2 separate regions of the Mus musculus genome follow, and region 1 is linked to region 2. A link is a contact called in public Hi-C data. All regions are on one chromosome and are shown on one strand. The core of a region is the stretch at or near the end of the contact, and the rest is flanking DNA. Distances in the headings are between cores, read along the strand shown.

Region 1 (3,978 bases), core at 674-3,173, 130 kb before region 2:
CATGCTTACTCATAGTTCTCATGTCTACACATGCATGCTTACCCACAGTTCCTCATGTCTACACACACATGCTTACCCACAGTTCCTCATGTCTACACATGCATGCTTACTCATAGTTCTCATGTCTACACTTGCATGCTTACCCACAGTTCCTCATAGGAAAAGCAGCGCACTGGGGTAATCAACCTGAAAGAGATTAAAATAACATCATACCTGAGACGGAGGGCAGGGATGGAAGCCAGACGTTGCTGAGTCCACTTTGATGTTACAGTAACTGGCCTAAGATTAGAACCATACAGGAGGCATTTTACTAAATGAAATAAAATAATACAGGGAATTGTGAATCAAAAAAAGCACCTAGTTGTATTTATAGTTGGTTATTTACATTAAATGGGAGTATTTACAAATATTTAAAAGGGAATGCTTTGATGGATAGAGGGATATAAATATGGGCAAAATACAACAGACTCTAATTACATTCTTCATCGTCAAGGTAATAATTGTGTACTCTAATAATATTGCGTGTTTACTGAAGCAGACATACAGACTCAAAGTCTGGCCATGTTTAAAATAAAAATCAACCTGCATAAACGCCCCAGACAATTTCATAGACAATTCCCATCAGCTATTGAATAAAATGTTGATTCCAATCACAGGTAAAAATCTCCCCAGAGAAGAGGATTAGAGAACGCACTCTCCTGCAGGGATGTCAGAGCACTGGCTCCTTGAGGAGACCCAAGCCCTAACCTCTGGAGCCTGTGAATCCTTGCTTCTGCAAATAGTGCCGGTGAGCAAGCAGGTGATCCCGTATACAAAGGGTCCCAGGTAAAGATGTGTGTCCTCAGTAATGGCAAAGGAAGGTAGGAGAGGGCTGTGACTGCGGCAGGAAGGGGGTCATGGGCAAGGCATGAAGATGGCCTCTAAAGGATGGAAACACCTAAGCACACACACACCTGGGGATATTTCTCATGGCCCTGGTGACATTTTAATCACTGCCAGGGGGACTTACTTTGGACTTCTGGCTTCCAGAACTTCGAGATAATGGATTTATGTCACTAAGTTGGCAGTGAATTGCCATAGCAGAAACAGAAGGTAATCCACCCTTACATCTTTTAAGATATTAACACACAGGGTGGAGAGGAGCAGTTGGTGCTCTGGAAGAGGGCCTGGGTTTGGTTCCCAGCACCCACATGATGACATACAACCATTTGTAACTCCACTTCAAGGGAATCTGATATGCTCTTTTGACCTCCATGGGCCCTAGGCACACATGCGGTGCACATGCATACATGCAGGCAAAATCCCCAGGCAGATAAAACAAACACCTCTCCCCCAGGACAGTTTAGCTCACCACCAGCTGAGGAGCTATTAGCATTTGATAGCTGCAGGACGGAAGGAGAATCAGGTATTTTAAAAAGTATAATAAATAATGTGACCTCTCTGCTGACCTCACACTAGGACAAGTCCAATCCCAAAACCAGCTGAACAACATAATCTGGCCTTGATGGGGAAAGAAAACAAAACAAAAGAAAACAACAGGAGGAGTAATCTTAAAATTCTGTGGAAACAGAGGGGATTGGGAGCGCAGTAAGAGATGGAGTTGAGGGGTGAATGCATTCAAAATACATTGTATGAAATTCTCGGTGTTAATAAAAATATTTTAATCTTTAAAAGATTAACATAACTTTAACAGCAAAATCAGACAGTGTGAAAGAAATATACTGATCTCATTCTTGAGAATATTTGCAAAAGAGCTTGAACAAAAGCCTTTGTTGGCTTACAGGAGAGTCCACCAGGCTTCTCCCAGGGACCCAGGAAAGATTACATCATCTGCCGCCACAGAGGCCAGGGACACCGGTGCGGGGCTGCATATGAAAGAATTTCCCACTACTCCAGCTCCCTTGGTTCCCACAGGTTCCCAGCCAGTCTCTCTCCCCTTTTGGTCCTTCTCTGAACTGCACCCTGTTCCCCTGTTCTCTCCCTCACGGTTCTGCTCCTGTCTGTCTGCCTGTCTACGTCTACTCCTCTGCCTCTACCCCTTCTCTAACTCCTTACTCTCTTCCCTTCTGCCAAATAGCCACCCCCTTATACCAGATCTGTTTCATGGTGTAATTTCTCAGGGGGAACACCGTGGCCTGGGTCTGCCAGGTACCCCCTTGGCTGCATTATACTACATAGCAGCCTTGACAGGACAATTCTAGCAAGTATTTAAAAAATAAAACTGTTGAGCACCCATTGACCTTCAGGCCCGGGGTGCTCTCTGTGTTCCAACCTCCTCCACTACTGATCCAAGCCAGAACTGGCATTCCTGCTCTGATGTGGCCAGACACAGTCTCCAATTTCCCTCCATCAGCTCCTCCAGCCAGCCCCAGGGCTTCACTTCACTAAGGCGGCAGCAGTGCAACACAGCACAGTGGACTACATTTTTGGAGGAAACATCATCTTAAGTCCTTTGGCCTATTTTCCTGGATTAGGGAGTTGGCAACGTCACCTGACATGGTCACAGGCCTACCCCCGCCCCCCCCCCCCGCCCCAAATAGTAGCTTTGTCCATTGGAGAATTTATTTGACTGTGCTGGTGTTGTTGGACCTACAAGGCAAACAAACAAGAAGCTGAAAGCCTTTTGAATGAAATTAGGGAAAGGAAAAAAAAAAAAAGGAAAGAACTGAATCGGTGCAGCACTGGGCATGCGCAGTGTTTACCTCCCATAGTTTGAAGAAGACCAAGTACTGGCCCACTGCAGATGGGAACTGGTTGAGTAAGACATTTATGAAGTGCTGTATGGTGAAGAGTCTCCTTATCAACATTCAATTCTACCTCAACTCGACTTGGAAATACGAATACAGGAGAAATCAGCCCACTTTTTGTTGTTCTCAGTTTTATTGTTTGTTTGTTTTTGTTTTTTTTTTTTAGACAAGGGTTTCTCTGTGTAGCCTTGGCTGTCCTGGAACTCACTCTGTAGACCAGGCTGGCTTCGAAGTCATAGAGATCCACTTGCCTCTGCCTCCCAAGTGCTGGGATTAAAGCTGTATGCCATCACCGCTCAGTTGGTTCTTAGTTTCATTAGTAAAAGAATTTAAGAATGGACCTCTAGTGGAAGCTTAAGGAGATTAAAAGGAGGAAAAAATCAGAGCAGGCAAGCTGCACATCTTAGCAACCAGGAGGAGAGTGGAGAAGAGAAGCAAAGGGGTGCACCACATTGTGGGTGGGAAGCTGGAGAGAAGAGAGAGGAAGGGCAGGACAAAGGCACACCTGGGTTCTGGCAGCATCCACAAGAAAGACAGAAAAGAAGGAAAGTCAGGTCTTCCTAACGTGGGCCTCAGAAGGCAGACAGATCCAGCCCAACCCCCTGTAACTGGTATTGACTCTGTTAGGAGTGGCAATGCTGGAGCAGAAAAGTACAGTGTCTTTTTGCAAGAATGACTGCTCTGCCTGTCTTTAGAATGACTGGAGCCACCATCTGGATGGTCATTTGGCTGATCTGGCTGAAATTAGTTTTATCTGTCTTTTTAATTATTCTTGAGAATTTATATCCAAATACCATATTTACGTCTATTCTCCCTCTCTCCTCTCTCCAGCTCTTCCTATTGGCAGACATATCTAGCAAATGATACTTCTACAACACAACCCTTATCTAAGGCTCAGGGGCCAGTGTGGAAGCAGGGCTGAATGCTATGACAGTCAGAGGATCAGGAGTCTGTTGTGAGATAGCATCTTCTATACATAGCTGCACCCATGAAATCGGAACAGTCTGACAGCCTAACCAATCATTTTGTTCCAATAATCATTAGAGTTCATTCTTAAATTCTTTTAGTAATGAAACTGAGAACCAGCTGAGTGCTCATGGCATACAGCTTTAATCCCAGCACTTGGGAGGCAGAGGCAGGTGGATCTCTGTGACTTCGAGGCCAGCCTGGTCTACAGAGTGAGTTCCAGGACAGCCAAGGCTACACAGAGAAACCCTTGTCTAAAACAAAC
Region 2 (3,979 bases), core at 915-3,414:
CTTCTTTCCATCTTGCCTTACAATTTCCTCCCTGGCTGAGGCCTCACTTGGTCAGAGTCCACGACCAGATGGATGATTCTTGCTCCTTCTCATCTCGGCCTTTGTTTGCAACTTGCTCCAGAGAGCTTCACCTGACATTGCAGGGCTTCTGCACTGACCTTTGTGCTCAGCGCATGATCCAAAGGCCTTTCGGGCCCTCCAGGGAATCGGGTTGCTTTTTTTGTTGTTTTGCTTTGTTTTTCAGAACAGGCATTAGTAAATATTCCTTCTTTTTCTTAACTCCTCCCAAATTCAATACACAGGCAGGGAATAGCTAGGGTTCTCTGTCAGGCCAGCTTTTCCCTCTACCTACTGCCGCCAGCTGAGCCTAGTTGCTGCAAGGCCCAGTCCACCTTAATCCTACCATTAGCCTTGCTTTCTTCACTAGCCAGAATGAGCTTCAAGTGCTTGGTAAATTACCTCATTGTCTGCTTAAGTTTCTCAGGCAGTGGTAACTCCAGAGCTCCGTGTGGGGCTGTCTGTGCCGAATGCTTAAGATAGAGGAACAGTGATTGCAGCAGGAAGGGCATGGAACTGATAAAGAACATATACGGCATGGAGACCCCCAAGTCACTTTGAATGGAACCTGTTTTTGTGTCTTTAAAAGACAACATAGCTCTTTTCTTTTCCTCTGCCTTTGGATAGTCGCATCTGCCCTTCACTAGATGGGGAACGGCTACAGCAGACCCTTCTAGAAACTGAGCTTCAGGCTTAGAATCCTTCATACTCTCAAACACTATCAGATTTTGAAGATATATAACTTTTTTTGTTGAGAGATCTGCCATGTCTGGTGTAGAAAATGTATTTGCAGCTCTGGCTTCTACCCGCCAGATGCCAGCAACCCCAAACGTCCACTTGTGAAGAATTAAATGTTGGCAGTGGAGGATGGCTCAGTGGTTAAGAGTATTTGCTGCTCTTGCAGAGAACCTGAGATTGCTTCTCAGCACCCACATTGGGGCTCAACACCTGTAGTTCCAGATCCAGGGAATCTGACACTTGCTTCGGACATCTGGAGACCTCCTTCATATACGTGGTAAACACAAATGCACTTGAGCACATACTCACAAAAATAAATAAATGTTGTAACAGAAACACCATCAAAACTGTCTCCAGAAATTGTGCAAGAGCTCCCGGAGGTCCAAGGATGTCTGATAAAGAGCCATCAGTGTAAAGGAACACTTAGCATCTTCTGGTGGCTTTTGGGGCTCTTAAGAATCACATGTAAAAACGTTATCGTTTTACAGGGTGCATTTATTTGCTATGGGGAGCAGTGCAAAGTACCTAAAGGCCCAATGTGTAATCAATCTAACTTTGGCTTCAGAAATAGACAAAAGAGCTACAGGATGAAGCCTGGAGCTCACAGAAGAATGCCCAGAGAAGAACGAGGAAAATTAAATATGACCAGATAAAATAATTCATGCACCATTGGCAGAATTTAATTATAGGTAACTACGGTCTATGAATGAGAATCAAAAATGTGCCAAAGGCAGGCCATGCAATGATGGCTGAAATGATGCCCCCCGTGGACAAGTGGACTGGCTTGTAAACCAGACTTGCTGGGCGCGTAGGGCAAGAGCTGCATCTTGCCATGGTCCTAATCAATAAACCAGGCTGGGTAAGCTGAGGAGAAACTGCTGCTCACCTGATGGTAACACTGGCCCATGGCACTGGGCACCAGGGCTTTATAAATCATCTTGACATCCATCCAAGCACTAGAAAACCCAAACTGAGGTGTCGAATCTCAGGTCTTGGAAGGATGTGACAAGTGCTCAGATAAACGGAGCAGAGAGAAAAAAAAAAATAGGAATGAGGCAGAAGTGAGATGTTCCCTTCCCATATGAAGCAAGTAATGAAACTGTACTGCAGGGGTGCAAATTTGGACACTGGGAAGGCATCGGAACAGTTAAGCAAATCAGCCTAGGCAACTTGGAATGGAAAAATGATTACAGTACGGAGCTCTCCCAAGGAAAACAGGAAACACGCTGGAAAGCACAAAGCCTTTCTCAAGCAGACAATCCCACATGGAAGTGGAAACTTGAAAGGAGATTCAGTGCTACAAACACTCCGTAACCACATAACAGCTGCCTGATGCAGAGCAGGACTCTGTGAATATGTCTTTGAAATTATCAGCGGCAGCAGCTGAATAGGACCGGCGCTGTGAAGTCTCCTACTCTGTAAAGAGAGAGGCTTTTACAAGAGAGCTGGGAGACCACAGACTTCATGATTTCAGCAGCAGGGGAAAAGCGTTTTGAAGCTCTAAGCCACAGCTTGAACGTAAGAATCTCTAAGGAAGTTATGTTTAATTACAAAGAAATCACTTTTTTTTTTTTCCCAGTGCGGGGAAACCATCCCGCAAACCTGTGAGGTTAAACTGCAAAGGAAAATGTTAACGGATGGAGCAGCCGAGCCAAACAATTTAAACCCCTTTCTGGAAAGCGTTTGACACTGTTCTTCATAAAAACCCTTAATTGGCAAAAATATTTTCTGGCATTTAGAAGGCAAGCTATTTTAACTACAATGAGAAAAAGAATCCCACAAACCAGTTTTGAGATAGGCTATCAAGTTACCGTCAATATTCGGGGTGGGACGGGAAGAACACTGAGGCTCACTTGAAATACGTTGCACAGCTCTGATAAAAGATATAAACACGGAGAGGGCGGGGCCAGGAGCAGTCACGTGATACAGAGACTGGCGAAGACTTAACTTTGCCTTAGCATGTATCTTGCAAAATCAGCAACTGTGCTTCACTTGGTCAGCAAAGAAGGGAGTTTATGAGAGGATATCATTGAGACCTTAAGAAAAATTCTAAGGGGATTACAGATGATAAGGCAGGAAGGCAGCTTGGCTTTGAATGTAAGATCCGGGCCCACATATTCTGTAAACAACAAGCAAAACAGTAAGACTTCCTGTGTGTTGAGGGAGGGTTTGGAGCTTCTGAGGTGGGAAAGGGGGTCTTGAGTAATGCTGTCTGAGAAAGTGGGACGGTGAGTAATGGCCAACTCTGTGCAGAGGAGAAACCGAGAGACACCGTTTATGAATAGGTAGCTGCATTCTTGGCTCCATTTCAGAGAAGTTGTTTAACCATGTTCTAGGATGCAGGAAGTGGCTTATTTCACTGACAGAGCATCTGGATCACATACATTAGGCTTCTTAACTCTCTCTTTGTCTTCTATTTCAAATCCAAACCTCCCTCCAAGGTTTGGTCCAAATCCCATCTCTCTTCTCTGCAAAGTCTTTCCTGGTCCCTCATGTGGTGTGAGATCTTCCAGCACATACTGCCTCTCACATTCATTGGCATTTATTTTTTAACTGTCAAAAAAAGGTCTCCAACTAGAGGGTAAGCAATTTCAGGGCAGAGGCAATGTCTTGTATGCTTTCCTTGATTCCTTGTACCGCATATTTTGGTAAGAGACTTGGAATAAGTTGGGGTGTTAGTTAGTGAAGTGCTTGCAGGTATCTTCTAATGGACTCCATATATCTCATTTTATTAGGGGTTGGCATTCAGTGTAAGTCAGGCAATGGGCTATGTTGTAATGTCATTAGTTATCTTTTATTTTGTGTCTAAAATTAATATAACAAACGTTATACTAAAAGCTAAGAAAATTAGAGAGAGGAGGTGTGAGGCATAGTGTCTTGAGGGGTGAAACAGGAAGAAATTAAGACTAAAGAACTAGGGCCTATTCTAAGACTTGAAAATACTGAAGTTTTCTTTAAAAGACAAAAGACAGTAAAGGGCTAATGTGTGGTAACATACATTACACACACATGTTTTTGTTCATGAGTATGAGTAGGTCATAGGATTCTCTGGAACTGGAGTTAGGGATGGTTGTGAACTGCCATGTGGGTACTGGGTTCCCAAGCCCAGTCCTCTGCAAGAGCAGGAAGTGCTCTTAACCTCAAGTCATTTCTCCAGCCCCCACATACATGTTTGTAAATTGTT

What was found. Hi-C and Micro-C count contacts between places; a contact is called where the count stands out from the background.
Region 1: a Hi-C map of muscle stem cells shows a contact between it and region 2, with 2.6 times the contacts expected there. The contact joins two enhancer-like sites. A contact is called at or near these places in 9 of 484 Hi-C or Micro-C datasets (adipose-derived mesenchymal stem cells, embryonic fibroblasts, embryonic stem cells and 4 more), 1 of 115 datasets of contacts at active chromatin or transcription factors (embryonic stem cells) and 1 of 9 other capture datasets (embryonic stem cells).

The regions. Positions count from the first base shown.
Region 1 is chr1:57,562,801-57,566,778 of GRCm38.p6, reverse strand. No RefSeq gene overlaps it. Among named protein-coding and RNA genes, the nearest start is that of Gm22371, 140 kb to the right of the region's middle. Within about 2 kb of position 1,923, at least 8 of the 459 cell types and tissues checked have an H3K27ac peak or open chromatin away from gene starts, as enhancers often do. A contact at or near this core is called in muscle stem cells, where this site is marked.
Region 2 is chr1:57,435,301-57,439,279 of GRCm38.p6, reverse strand. No RefSeq gene overlaps it. Among named protein-coding and RNA genes, the nearest start is that of Gm22371, 15 kb to the right of the region's middle. Within about 2 kb of position 2,164, at least 105 of the 459 cell types and tissues checked have an H3K27ac peak or open chromatin away from gene starts, as enhancers often do. A contact at or near this core is called in muscle stem cells, where this site is marked.